3 separate regions of the Sus scrofa genome follow, and regions 1 and 2 are each linked to region 3. The links are chromatin contacts, called in public Hi-C maps. All regions are on one chromosome and are shown on one strand. Each heading gives the region's core, a stretch centred on a gene start, on an enhancer-like site or on the middle of the called end of the contact. The rest is flanking DNA. Distances are from core to core; before and after follow the strand shown. Region 1 holds the start of EAF2 (ELL-associated factor 2). Region 2 holds the start of SLC15A2 (solute carrier family 15 member 2). Region 3 holds the start of GOLGB1 (golgin subfamily B member 1).

Region 1 (4,360 bases), core at 632-3,131, 73 kb after region 3:
AGTGCTTGGCAAGTGGTATGTACTTACATATTATTGAAAGAATGAATAAAAGCACAAATTTTGGGTGTCCAAAATCTCAATTTCTTGATGCTCTACTTTTCTCCTGGTTATAAAATGGGAACCTCAGATTTCTGTTTGAAAGCCTTAAGGTAAAATAGGCTTAAAACACTGTTCTTGCCCTCTAACATAACAAAACATCACTGAAACATCACCAAACACGTGTAGTGTCCTTCGTTAGATGCAAGGGTCACAAAGCTTTTACATAGGACAGATTTCCTCATCATGTTCTGGTCAGGAAAGAAAAGTATACACAACATCCATACATACACATACGTAAAATACAATTATTATGTAAAATACATTAAATGCCAGACGGATGACACAGCTGATAAGAATAAAGAGAGTCAAAGGACTGGGCTTATGCCATTTTCTATAAAGTAAACAAAATAATAATTCCTACCTCCTAGAGTAATTCAAAATTTGGAAGAGAAGGCAGCCACCAAGAATGGTCCTAAAGCGTTGCATGACAGTAAAGTCTCAAAAACAATAACCATTTGGAGAACGTTTACTGGATGCCATGAATTGTTTAAAATGCTTTCAGGCATTAACTAATTTAATCCTCTCAACAACTCTAAGGTGTAAGTACTACCTCTTCCCCTAATTTTAATGACAAACATACTTACTTTGGTTTGCACAAGGTCACAATGTAGAGCATGAAGCTGAGGTTCAAACTCATAAAAGATTCTGGCTCCAGAACTCAGGTGCTTAACTACCACAGGAAACAGCTTTAGTATGCTTAAAAGAGTATAATTTACACAAGCAGATAGGTTGAGGGGGACACATTTATCTACTTGCCTGGAATAATAAATTTGGCAAAGGAATAAGTTAACTAAAGAGTAGTCTGATTATACAATTACCCTGAAAAACCACCAGTGTTATGGCAACCATTTGTAAACTTTCTCTTGAGTGTTTCTCTTCTCATACAGCACTTCTCTCATCTCTACCCTTAAACTCACGAACTTTTGACAGATTAAAAAAAAAAAAAAAGACAAATTATTTTTCAATTATTAATGTTATCACCCTGTAGCCAGAGCAAAAGCTCTGGCCCTGATCTTTTGGGAATCTTGTCTTTCGTGGGGGCCGTGTCGTTACTGCCTGCACGCATCACTGTGAAGAAAATAAACGAAGGCAACCAAATGCAAACCAGCCGCAGGGGATCCTAAATATCTGTAGTTCCTAACTCTGAACTCTTTTTCCACTCCCTCCAACCCCCAACTCCTACTCCCCTCTGGGACCTGACCATTGGGACCCTGCTCTGGAACATAAGGTCAGAAAACTCTTGCTGAGGTAACGGCGTCGCCTCCAGTCAGATCCAAGGACCACGGCTCGGTGGGCACTGGTTCCTTTACTCAGGATTCTAGATCCAGCTTCGGCGCTACCAGGCCTCGGGCACGACGCCGCGCCTGGAGTCCAGGTTCCGCCCCTCCCCCGCCTCAGTTTCCACACCAGATCTCCACAGAAAGGCGTGGAGCAGGCCGATTCTCCTTTTAGAGCTCCTGCAAGTCGGGTCACTTGGCCCATAAGCTTGGAGTCCAGGCCTCCCGGCACCCTGGACATTCTCCTTCCCTAGCCGCCGCCTCACGTAGGCTACCTCGCTCCGTTTCGCGTTCCTCCTCAGCAGCACACAGCTCCTGCCGTGTACCTCAGAACCATAGCCTCCCGGGGCTGCGTGCGTCCCAACGTGAGAAGGGGGAGGGGCTCGGCTGCGGGACCCGGAGCCTCGGGGCCAAGGGGCGGGCACTCCTAAGGCGGCAGCCAATCAACACGCGAGAGGCATCCTGTGGGGGCCACGCTCCCCGGGCGCGGGGCGGAGTCTTTTTTGGCTGCGTAGGCGGCTGCAAGTGCAGATGTTTCAGGCTGAGTTGGCAGCTGGTGGTGAGCGCTGCTGGCGGAGGCAGTTCAGAGACCGAGGAGAATAATGAATGGAGCAGGGAGACCCTCGCGTATTGACAGCCGCGAGCGGGTTCTCAAGTTAGGCGAGAGTTTTGAGAAGCAGCCGCGCTGCGCCTTCCACACTGTGCGCTGTGAGTGAGGACGACCCCGGGGGAAAGGGGGAAGCTCTGGGTATGGGGGTGCGAAAGAACAACCCTCTCCAAGTCGTGTTCGCACAGACTGCTGACTCTGCGGGAGAATGGGGTGCCCAGCGCAGTCCACTGCCATACCCCGAGTCCGGAAGGGTCGGTGCAAGCACCTGGGTGGAGCAGGTGTGGGTAATTCTGGGCAGAGAGATTTAAGTGAGACCAACAGGTAGGAAGGGCCACTTGTGGAGAAAGGCTGCGGGGTGACTATGGATGGAGAGAGACGTAACTGGCGGATCATGCAGAGGTGGAAAGGAAAATTCAGTAGACCCTTGAACAAAGCAGGGAATAGGGGCGTCGACCCCAAGCAGTGCAATATCCACGTATTCCTATCTCTGCCTCAAAAACGAAGGAATTGATACCGGACTCACCTAAGAAGCTGAAACCTTTTGGGTAGAATCAGGACTCTTAACCTAGTTCTTTTAATTACCTGTGTTGTGATCTCTAATCAGACACAAGCATTTCCCCACACTACGTTAAAGATCTGAAGATGAAAATATAAACTATTTATTGAAAAAAAACCCACGTATAACTGGACCTGCGCAGTTCAGACCCGTGTTATTCTAGCGACAACTGTAATAAGGTGACAAATGGAGAGGGCAAGGGCCGAACTATTATTATGCAGGAGGAGGTGAATGCCTTGAGGTTGGTGGGGAAATGTTCTTTCCTGTCTTCATTTTTGATGTCTCTGACTGATGAGGGTGTTATTTAGTGTGTTCCTGGAGAGAGATTCTGGATCATTCTAATAATCTGTGTCTCTTTTGGACCCCCAATTTCATTCAATCAGTTTTCAAATACTATCAAAGTTTTGAAGGGTGTGTTATTAATATACTAGAAAGACATTTACTGCTTATGATTTCTCCTTTTGTTTGTCCTGGGGAAGTAGTTTTGATATACTTCTCTTTCATGTTGTTGAGGTAGAAATTGGAGCTCTTTTACTTTAATAGTTGGATGGTTTAGATTCCAGAAAGGAAAAGATAGTATATTATGATTTGGTATGTAAAACATTCATTCTTTACATAATAGTCCTCATAGAATTACAGAGTGGGAAGGAAACTTTGAGATCATCGAACCATAAACCTCTTATTTTTCTGTGGCAAAATTGTAAAGTAGGTATTTTTTCACTTCCTCTTCCTAGCCCTGCCCTTCCTTAGTCTCATCCCTCCACCTTTCTCATTCTGTCTTTAGACTGTTCAGAGATCTTTGTTGTTGTTGTGCTGTTTTTTTCTGAAGTGTTTCATGTTTCAATTAGAACACTCAATTAAAACTCACGTTTTCCAAGTTTACTTAAGTTATACACAATCTAATTATTACTAACTCACAGTAAAGGTTTGAAGAACCAATAGGTTTAACTCTCTAAGGCTATATTTACATTTTTAAGAGGGGTTTTATTAAGCAGAATTAATATCCAATTGATAGAGTAAACAGAGGAGATATGTGCAGACAGATCTTTGTGTACCTTGTTTATTCTTTATCATAATTTGTGGTCCAAGGCTTACCACAGTGAGACAGCTGTGCAGTTTCTCTGCTTCAGTCCCATTTTCCAAAAGTATGATATAGTTCTTATCTGGTTTCTCCATGCCTTTCTCTCACATAATATCTTCCCTCTCCTTTCCTCTTCTTTCTCAGGTATGCATTAGTCTTAGTATTAGTTTTTTTTTTTTTTTTTAACTACAAGGTTTTAGATTATACAAATTTGCTTGAGAATATTTTTTCATATAACTTGGGTATAAGGTCTCTTTTTAAGGGTGAGCCCCCAAATAAATAAATAACAAACAGCCTTTGAAAAACACTTTATAGGTGCTTCAAGCCTTTTATTTACAAAAATTTCCCAAATGGTGGAATTGTATCTTCAGAATTAGAGAATTGGATGATCCAATTACAAGAATGAAAATAAACAAAACAACAACAATAACCACACTAAACCTAGATGTTTGAACACACTTCTAGTCCTGTGGCAGACATTAGAAAGGTTTTCAACCCTTAGTTTTAGTCTTCTTTTTGAAATAGACAGAACCTTTCTAGATTTATTAAAATAAAACCAGTCATTGTCCTTGAGATTAGGTTCATTTTACCATATGATCCTGACTCTTATGGACTCAGAGTGAGGGATGGTAGATCTGACTTTCATACAGGGCAGGTGAACCTAATTAGTTTTTTATTTTTAAAAAAGTGTACATTTCTAATTGCAAACAAAAGTTTATTTTTATTTTAATTGTCAG
Region 2 (4,354 bases), core at 150-2,649, 120 kb after region 3:
CTTAATCATTAATGTCACAGTCTGAAATGAAGCTGGACTCTTTTTCATTGGTGGGAGAGAAGTGGGATAAGAGGTATACTAGAAGCTGGGAAAATATGGTCAAAGTCTAAGATAGAGTTTAGGAAAGAGAGGATAGAGTTTATTCTGGCCTTACTTGTCAACAAATTACTCAAACAGGTAATGGAAGAACTTTACAGGGAATAGAGTCATAGGTTCTCTCTCATATTCTAAAATAAAATAATTCATTCCCCTGTTTCCTGACTTCCTTGTTGGTTTAGTCTTCATTTTTCTTCTTGCTGTCTTGCCATTATTTTCCTTTCTCTTTTGACTGACAGCTAGATGGACACCATACTCTCTTGTTCTTATTTTGCCTCTTTGACTTAGCAAAAATCATACTGTAAAAAGTACATCTATCATTGTCATGGCTGTTCTTGTTCCTCCTCTGATAGGAAATAAATATTATATTCTGGAGTCACTGGGAAGTCCATTCACTGAAAATTAAGGAAAATGATGTTTGTAATAGTAACTAGAAAATATCTGGTTCCTAATTTTTATGCAAATTAAATTGTATTTCCTCATGTCATGAAGGATTCATCTTGACGTGAGAAAATAAATTTATCAAAGTAGAAGAATTATTCCCAAATGTACATGACCAAGACCTATTTAATTGCTTATAGGATATTTCTAGTTGAACTTTATTATGTTGAAAACCAAATGTTTTTTTCTATCCAAATTCATTTTGGAGATGACCTTCCCTCTTCAATGCATTTCAGTTCCCCCGCATTCCTATGTTCCTATGTTTACATTTCCATATAGCCTCCATTCCCGAGAAAGGACCATAGGCTTTACTGATACTAATCTATATGTAATGGCATACCGAAAATTCCAGATCTGCTGCTTACTGGCCACATGATATTGGGCAAATTACATAACCTGTTGTTTATTAGTTCCTTAAAACGAGGATAGTAGTAAGAATTAAAACATATGGGTATAGATATAATATATGTATGTATATATAAACTTTGCCCATAGTAGATGTGCAACAAGTGGTGGCTATTATTACCCTGAAATCAATTTTGAAATCTGTGCTCCAGGCTATGCTCCAGGTCTGTGTAGTCTTACTAATTTTCATCCATTTGCAGTTCTCCAGCATTATGCTCTTCCAGCCCATGATGTGGTGTTCTTCCTTGTGCTCTACCTTTAACATAATCATTCTTTGAACTAGTCTCTAAGACTCGATCCTTTCTTTTATATAGCTTTCTACTTTGCAGGCAGCTGCTGAAGCCCGACACCCACGGGGTTAAACCTAGTTGCCGAAGCCACCCCCTCTTCCCCTCCCAGTCCCCCTTTTCACAGTAGCCTGGCAGCTGTCCGACTGCCTACCAAAGCCAAATGCTTGAAGAGAGAGAGAGTAAGGAGCCAGCCATGAATCCCTTCCAGAAAAATGAATCCAAGGAAACACTTTTTTTACCTGTCTCCACTGAAGAAGTACCACCTCGACCCCCCAGCTTTCCAAAGAAGCCATCTCCGGTGAGTCCTCAGATTCAGTTCTGCCTCTGACAGGAACATACTTGCTCTTTTGGTTCTCCTCCTTGGCCTCTAGAGTTTCAGGCTGAGCTGTGTTACAGTGTTAAAAACTCTTCTCTCTCTCGGATTTAGAGTTAACCTGTAAACCAAGTCTAAACAGAAGTTTCCTTTACTTAGGAGAGGATGCAGCAGAAAGAGGTAGTCAGAGTTCTTCAATTGGCATCTAAGACTTTGATGTGTTTCATTGTATACTCTGAGTTTCTCTAGGGTGGGAAAAAAAGCACTTTGAGCGTCCAGGGAAACTTGGCAAGCACTCCTTTCTGGAGAACTGTGTGTGATTGTTCTTTCTTTACTAATATAAAAACTCAACCCTTAGTTCCCCCTGTGTGTAGAGTCTATGCTGGACACCAAGGTCTGTTATTATGTGTTTCAGTTTACAGTGGGGGAAGGAACAGGGAAACAAGGAAGTGATAATAATGTTTTGTATACGTGTTAAAGCACTTGCAAATTCATTATCTCGTTTCAATCTTCATATCAAAATCCTATAAGTGGAGAGGATATAGAAATATTAGCCAGTATTTAATGAGTTCTTACCACAAAGAGGTGGTAGTGTTCTAGAGGTGGTAGTTTCTTTGGAATAATAGAATTGAAGTATAAAGACAAGTGTAGTGATACACCGGGGGCAGTATGTTAACACAGCCAATGACAGTGTTACATAGCTAGTAAAAGTGTGCTAATTAAACTTGAAGTTGCATAATTCTCAAACTGTGAGCTAAAAGGTAAAGAACTTAATTCACTGTATCTTTCAAGCAAGTTTTTAATCATACATTAATGTATATTAATATTTAGGAGGGTTGTTTATATCTATATGGATAAAAGATTGGATACATTAATGTATTAATTTATCATTTATTTATTTAGTTATATCTCTTCTGGTCCCAAAGAATTTAAGCTTGCTCACAAAGATGTGTGTGTGTGTGTATCTTATTAATAAGAAGAGACCATAAAAATCTCATGGTAAGATTTGGTTGAACCAAGAACAGATATCTCCATCCCTCTCTCATGTTAGTTGGGCCATCATAATGGGTAGGAATTTGAAATGAAACATGATATTCCTTATATTCTGACAGATAATGCTTGAAATAGCATAGTACTTTTAATGCCCAATAGGATTACCATTAAAATGCTGTAGAATCTCTTTTATAGAAAGAATGGACATTTAATTTGACAAGATTTAAGAACTCTGCCCAAGGTGAAGGTATTCAATCAGCTTACCTTTAAGAATCTGTATTGGGCTCTGTGCCTGGCTCTAGTAGCCACTTAGAGGGAGGCCTTCATATTGCCAGGATTCCTCCAAGCACAGTGAACAGGGCAGGTGAGGACAGAGGTTAATCTGCACAGTGGAGCTAAGTATACTGACAGCTAAGTGTAACTGCTTAGACATCAGATGCTCTAGAGGACAACTCTTGGTTCTGTTCCTAGAAATGAATTTCATTATTCTCCTGCCTGGGGCGCTGGATGTTTCATTTAGTACTTGTGGGAAGATGAACAGGTCCTGGTGTCTAGAATCATGGATGCCTGAGAAGTTCCATGTTAAATGAATGATGAACAAAGTAATATTCAGAATAGTTTCTCTTACTCCTAAATCAGCAATGCAAATACTTTTAGTATGGTACCGGCTGTTTCATGAGAAATAGGGGCCATTGCTTCATATTACCTATTATGGTGACTTTAAAGAGTGATTTTAAAAAATAAATTTTAAAAAAATCGAGTTCCCTAATGGCCTAGACTAAGGATCTGGTATTGTCACTGATGTGGCTCGGGTCACTGCTATGGTGCGGGTTCAGTCCCTGGCCCAGGAGTTTCTGCATGCCATGGGCATGGCCGAAAAAAAAAAAAAAAAAAGAATAAATAAATGTTTTTTTTCCTGTTGTGGAGCAATCTAGTGGTTTAAGTAAGGAAATATAGTTCATACTTGAACCACTGCCTTTTTGTTTTACAGAAAATCTGTGGCTCCAACTATCCATTGAGCATTGCCTTCATCGTGGTGAATGAATTTTGTGAGCGCTTTTCCTATTATGGCATGAAAGGTAATTTTGTGTCCTAGAGTCCTGCTCTTCTGCACTCACTTTCACCCCATGTTTGTAACAACCTGGTCTTCTATGCAGTTACTTCCCTTGTCTACTCTTTCTGCCTTCATCCAATTGGTCCTTTCCTTTGTCCAAGACTTCTAAAACCTGCCTCATGGGATTTCACCTACTAACTCATACAGGCCAAGAATAGAAGGGCCTAATGGAAATCAGAACACAGCCTATGAGAATATAAGTGGAAAAACTCTCATCATTGGCATTCCATTTCCTCTTTTCTGTTCCTCAGATGTATTGATTATATTGTTACTGGGAAGGAAAGGATATTAGACGCTCCATGTTCTTTGGGATTGGCCTAAGTGATGCTATGTGTACATAGACTGAAGAGAGGAGTATTGTATTTGTACACTAAGCATCACCCGCTTCATTCCTACAACTCCGAGGGGCCCCAATTCTACTGCCCAGCAGTCACCCCTCAGTCACTTCACTGTTAGGAATGCTGAAGATCACCTTCAAAGACCAGATCAAATGTTCTTCTCCGTAAATCATTTTAATGCGTCTGTCTTGTTTTGTTCCCCCCCCCCCACCTTTTTTTTTGCCTCAGCTGTGCTGACCCTGTACTTCCTGTATTTCCTGCATTGGAGTGAAGACACTTCCACCTCTGTATACCACGCCTTCAGCAGCCTCTGTTATTTCACTCCCATCCTGGGAGCAGCCATTGCTGACTCATGGTTGGGAAA
Region 3 (4,526 bases), core at 621-3,120:
CCCCCAAAAAAAAGGAGGATTCTTCAGAGAAGCAACTTTCTCAAAAACATAAGTAAACACCTTTATGTGATTTTCAAATTTGGTGGGGAGTGTCCTAGAAAATAGGCAAGACCTTTTTTTTTTTTTTTGTCTTTTTGCCTTTTCTAGGGCCGCTTCTGCAGCACATGGAGGTTCCCAGGCTAGGGGTCGAATCGGAGCTATAGCCACCAGTCTACGCCAGAGCCACAGCAACTCGGAATCCGAGCCGCGCCTGCAACCTACACCACAGCTCACGGCAACGCCGGGTCCTCAACCCACTGAGCAAGGCCAGGGATCGAACCCGCAACCTCATGGTTCCTAGTCGGATTCGTCAACCACTGGGCCACGACGGGAACTCCAGCAAGACTTTTTTTATCCTTTTAAATATGTTTTGTGTATTATATAAGTTACATACTTATAGTGTTATTCATATATTATTTATAATTGAGTATACAGTATTTAGAGGATAGTTGCTCAAATATGTATTACTGATAGTGCAATTAAAAATACTTGGAAAGTACTGATGTACTCGAACAAATTTAACAAGCAAAGAGGAAAGCATCAAATGGTCATTCCATGGTCAAAGAATAAAACGTAAAAGCTGTGAAACAGTCAGTGTACAATGTCTGCAATTTTTGAATTCTCTTCAACTCTTCCCTATATCTATTCCATGACCATATCCTGTCACTTCCAAAAGAACACTTACTGATTTTGACAGTTCATAATCATTCTGATCATCCAAATTTAATTACTTCGTGCTTCTGAAAAGGCCTCCAGCCTTTCTGTAGTGAGCTCTCTAGTGCTATCTTGCACAAAACTGTGAGATTCTTTAAAAGCTCGGAAAGCTTCCAACTGTTTCCAAAAGTGAAAGTACTTATCCAGCGATCTTTAAATATCTCTGCCCTACTCTTAAATTGTCTTCTCCCCACAGACCAACTGAAACTCTTCAAGTCAGACAAATATATTCCTCATTTGTCGAGGGGGGTTATCTACCCCTAACACTCCTACACACCAACCTGTTATGCAGAATAAACATCCTCCATTTTCAAATCAAATTCTTTTTCCTCCAGAACTTTCTTCAGGGTTCCCTTTCCTCTAATAACCTCCCTCCGATTCCTGGGATTTTAGTCTTAATGGGATTGCAAGGATCATCCCTCTCTCTGAACCTCCCCAGCAACTCAGTAGCAGGATCCAGGATCCTTCGACAGACCCACATTTGCGTTAATAGCGCCAATGTTTCTGTGATCTCCGCCCTCAAGACCTTGGATTTGTTTGGCTCCCGCCTCCCCTTCCAGACACTAAGTTTGTTTAGGGCCTGACCGCAGAGGGGCCGGGCAGGTTCTCTCCGACGTCGGCTGCTGCGTACACAGGTCGGCCTGAGCAGGCTGCTTAGGGAACGAGGCTGTGCGGACAGGGCTGACCCGAGCGCCTTTCTCCGCCTATCCCAGAGGAGAAAAGTCCAAAGGAGGGGGCGGACAGTGCATATGTGCCTGGAGGCCGTGTAGGGCGACCCTGAAACCATCCGGCGGCGCCAGCCGGCGAGTAAACAATTGGAACCAGGCCCTGTAGATGAAGGAAGGTGGATTAAAGGGCCGGATCCAGGACTAAATCAGGAGAGGCGGGACAGGGAGGGGACCCGAGTGTGGCTGCTTCGGCAGACCTGCGGGCCTTGTGGTGGGGGTGACCGTTACAAGGCTCAAGGAAGGGAGGAGTTGGGGAGTATCCCCCACTCACCTGGAAGAGGTTGTTGCCGGAGGCTCCAGCTGCCCCCCTCCCAAATTTAAGCCACGTCAGCTCGGGAATCCCGTACACGACACCCACCTCCGCCGCGCCCCGCTGCCGGACTCAACCACTCGCTGTTGGGACGGAAACTGGGATTAGGATATGGACCAATCAGGGCTATTGACAGGGCGTTACCAGGGAGACCAGGCACGCCTTGTTTGTACCTAACCCGTCAACAATGACCGAGACCAATCAAAGTCAGGAAATGCTCCGCTTCCTCAAAGAAACAGCCAATAGACTCTAAAGAGTGGAGGAGGGGTGGAGTCAGACCCGAGAAAGTGTTCCGGAAGAAAATTTGGGGAAGAGCCGGAAATGCCGGGAGGGCGGGCCTTCTTGGTAAGGTCAGGTGTTTCCAAAGTAAAGTGGCTGCGCTTATTGCTTCTGATACCTCCGCGGGGTTGGTCAAAACTGATCGACATTGTAGCTTGGGCTTTCGCGGAGACTCTGCACTGCAGAAACCAGCTGCCATTAGGATTGCTAAATGAGCTGTGAGGAGGGTATAAGAATGTGGGTTTTGGAGTTCCCGTCGTGGCGCAGTGGTTAACGAATCCGACTAGGAACCATGAGGTTGCGGGTTCGGTCCCTGCCCTTGCTCAGTGGGTTAATGATCTGGCGTTGCCGTGAGCTGTGGTGTAGGTTGCAGACACGGCTCGGATCCCGCGTTGCTGTGGCTCTGGCGTAGGCCGGTGGCTACAGCTCCGATTCAACCCCTAGCCTGGGAACCTCCATATGCCGCGGGAGCGGCCCAAGAAATAGCAACAACAACAACAGACAAAAAGACAAAAGACAAAAAAAAAAAAAAAGAATGTGGGTTTTGCTCTTAGAGTCATAAAATATTAGACCGGAAAGTAGGACATCTAATATGACTTTTTCATTTTACTGATGAAAAATGAGAACCAGATTAAAGTGACTTTCACAAACAGCGACTTACTAATGTGACTCGGACTAGGTAGAACTTGGCATCTGTATGAAAGGATCAGAGATGTTTCTAAGGATTTGAGTTAGAGGGAAAGTAGTGAATACCAGAGAATGCCTTTTAATAAGTGGTGTCAGAACTGGCCCTTAAGCAGGTGAGGGTTGAGGGCTCTGGTACTGGGACAGGAGTCAGTGAGGTGCTCCAGTAACAGTCACAGAGCCTCTAAGGAAAGGAATAAAAGTAGCCAGCTCCTGTGATATCAGGGACTCCCTTGACAATTAGTATTATTTGAATTTATTGAGACTTACTGTGTGTCAGGCACTCAGCCCACCCTATGCATCCTCGTGCTAATGTTTATTACATAAATCTTTGTGGATCAAACATCAGTAAGGCATTTTCTGGTGACCATCTAAATTGTAGTCCCCTGTAATTAGTGTGTACTGTTCTTGGACTTGGCGATATAGCTGAGATCAAGGGAAAACAAATTCCTGCCATTTTGAAAACAATAATTTAGTGAGGAGAGAAAAAACTAAACAGTTGGCTCTTGAACAACACAGGTGTGAATTGCCCTGGTCTAAGAAAACACTGATTTTTTTTCAATAATAAATACCATAATACTGCACTATCTGGCCTGTGGTTGTTTCAACCCATGAATACAAAACCACCTGTAATGAAGAAACATATATAGGGATAATGGACTAGAATTTATTCTGGGATTTACCATTTTAGGAGGTCAGTGCCCCTAATTCCCATGTTGTTCAAGGATCAACTGTAATATGGTAGATGGCAAATGCTTAGGAAAAATACAACAGAGAAGGGGTATAGTGGCTGCAGGGGACTGTAATTTTAGAAAAACAGACCAAGCGTGCTGGCTTTTGCTTCATTCTCTTGGACTTCTTAAAACCTGGAATGTACAGAGCAGCACTTCCAGGGCCCAACATGAGCCGAGGCTTGAAGGGCTTCTGCAGGCTCTCGGAGAGATTTTATTTGAGGTCAGTAAGCAAGGAATGTTGCTGAATATCAACTGCAGCTGTTTAGTAATGAGGCACCCAGGCAAGTGCATCAACAGCTGAACCTGCTCCCTGACAATGTGTAGGCCTCTCATACAGCTGTTCTGTGTGTGTTATATTTAAATACAGTCATTAAATAAAATCCTCATTAATCATGATTCCCTAAGAGTGAAGAAGTCTATGAGATCTGGATTTTGTGTGAAAGTATCTGTGTCTATTTGCCTGCGGAGGTCTTGTCTTTCAGTTATATTCCCCTACATCAGCAAAAATACCAGACAGATCCAGAGTATACAGATACCCAATACTCAGAACCTAAGAAAAGATTGTTCTTCAGAAATCCCTGGCCCTCATAAGTAGTCATGGCTGTTTCCTCTGGAAATGCAGAGAGATACTTTGCATACTTGCGTTGCTCATTTCTTACAGTACGCAGTGGCAGTAGATGGGAATAAATGCTCCACCTATGCAGAAGACAGATGGACTGCTGTTCTGTGAATTATTTATTCTGGTGTCCCAAGGAGGCCAATATGATATGGGATAGATTTCAGTCCATTTGTTTCTATGTCCCATCTGGTAGTCATCCTTTATACCAATTGACTCCTAGAAACAGATGCCAGAGGAGGTTCTCGATAGGAATTGGAACTTTCTTCTGACTTTGCTCCTGGGAAGGTTGGCACTCCTGATTAGGCACTAGGCTCAAGGAGAGACTGAGCTGGATTTAGGAAAACTTAGACAAGGCCTAATGAGTTTTGTTTCAAATTCTTGTTTGCCTTAACATTTGGAAAGTATAGCAGCCTTGATGT

What was found. A called contact is a pair of places that touch in the nucleus more often than the background predicts.
Region 1: a Hi-C map of skeletal muscle shows a contact between it and region 3, with 3 times the contacts expected there. The contact joins the promoter of EAF2 here to the promoter of GOLGB1 in region 3. A contact is called at or near these places in 1 of 5 promoter capture datasets (liver), 10 of 47 Hi-C or Micro-C datasets (alveolar macrophages, brain, fetal heart ventricle and 5 more) and 2 of 2 datasets of contacts at active chromatin or transcription factors (alveolar macrophages and skeletal muscle).
Region 2: a Hi-C map of embryonic fibroblasts shows a contact between it and region 3, with 2.5 times the contacts expected there. The contact joins the promoter of SLC15A2 here to the promoter of GOLGB1 in region 3. A contact is called at or near these places in 1 of 5 promoter capture datasets (liver) and 5 of 47 Hi-C or Micro-C datasets (embryonic fibroblasts, liver and skeletal muscle).

The regions. Positions count from the first base shown.
Region 1 is chr13:138,679,123-138,683,482 of Sscrofa11.1, reverse strand. It overlaps EAF2 (ELL-associated factor 2), which reads left to right and starts at 1,881. Exons shown (of 6, transcript XM_013980937.2): 1 at 1,881-2,084. The coding sequence starts at 1,979.
Region 2 is chr13:138,629,593-138,633,946 of Sscrofa11.1, reverse strand. SLC15A2 (solute carrier family 15 member 2) reads left to right here and starts at 1,399. Exons shown (of 22, transcript NM_001097514.1): 1 at 1,399-1,530; 2 at 3,530-3,617; 3 at 4,219-4,354. The coding sequence starts at 1,426. EAF2 (ELL-associated factor 2) reads left to right here. Exons shown (of 6, transcript XM_013980937.2): 6 at 1,272-1,406. The coding sequence ends at 1,282.
Region 3 is chr13:138,752,147-138,756,672 of Sscrofa11.1, reverse strand. GOLGB1 (golgin subfamily B member 1) reads right to left here and starts at 1,870. Exons shown (of 23, transcript XM_021070274.1): 1 at 1,840-1,870.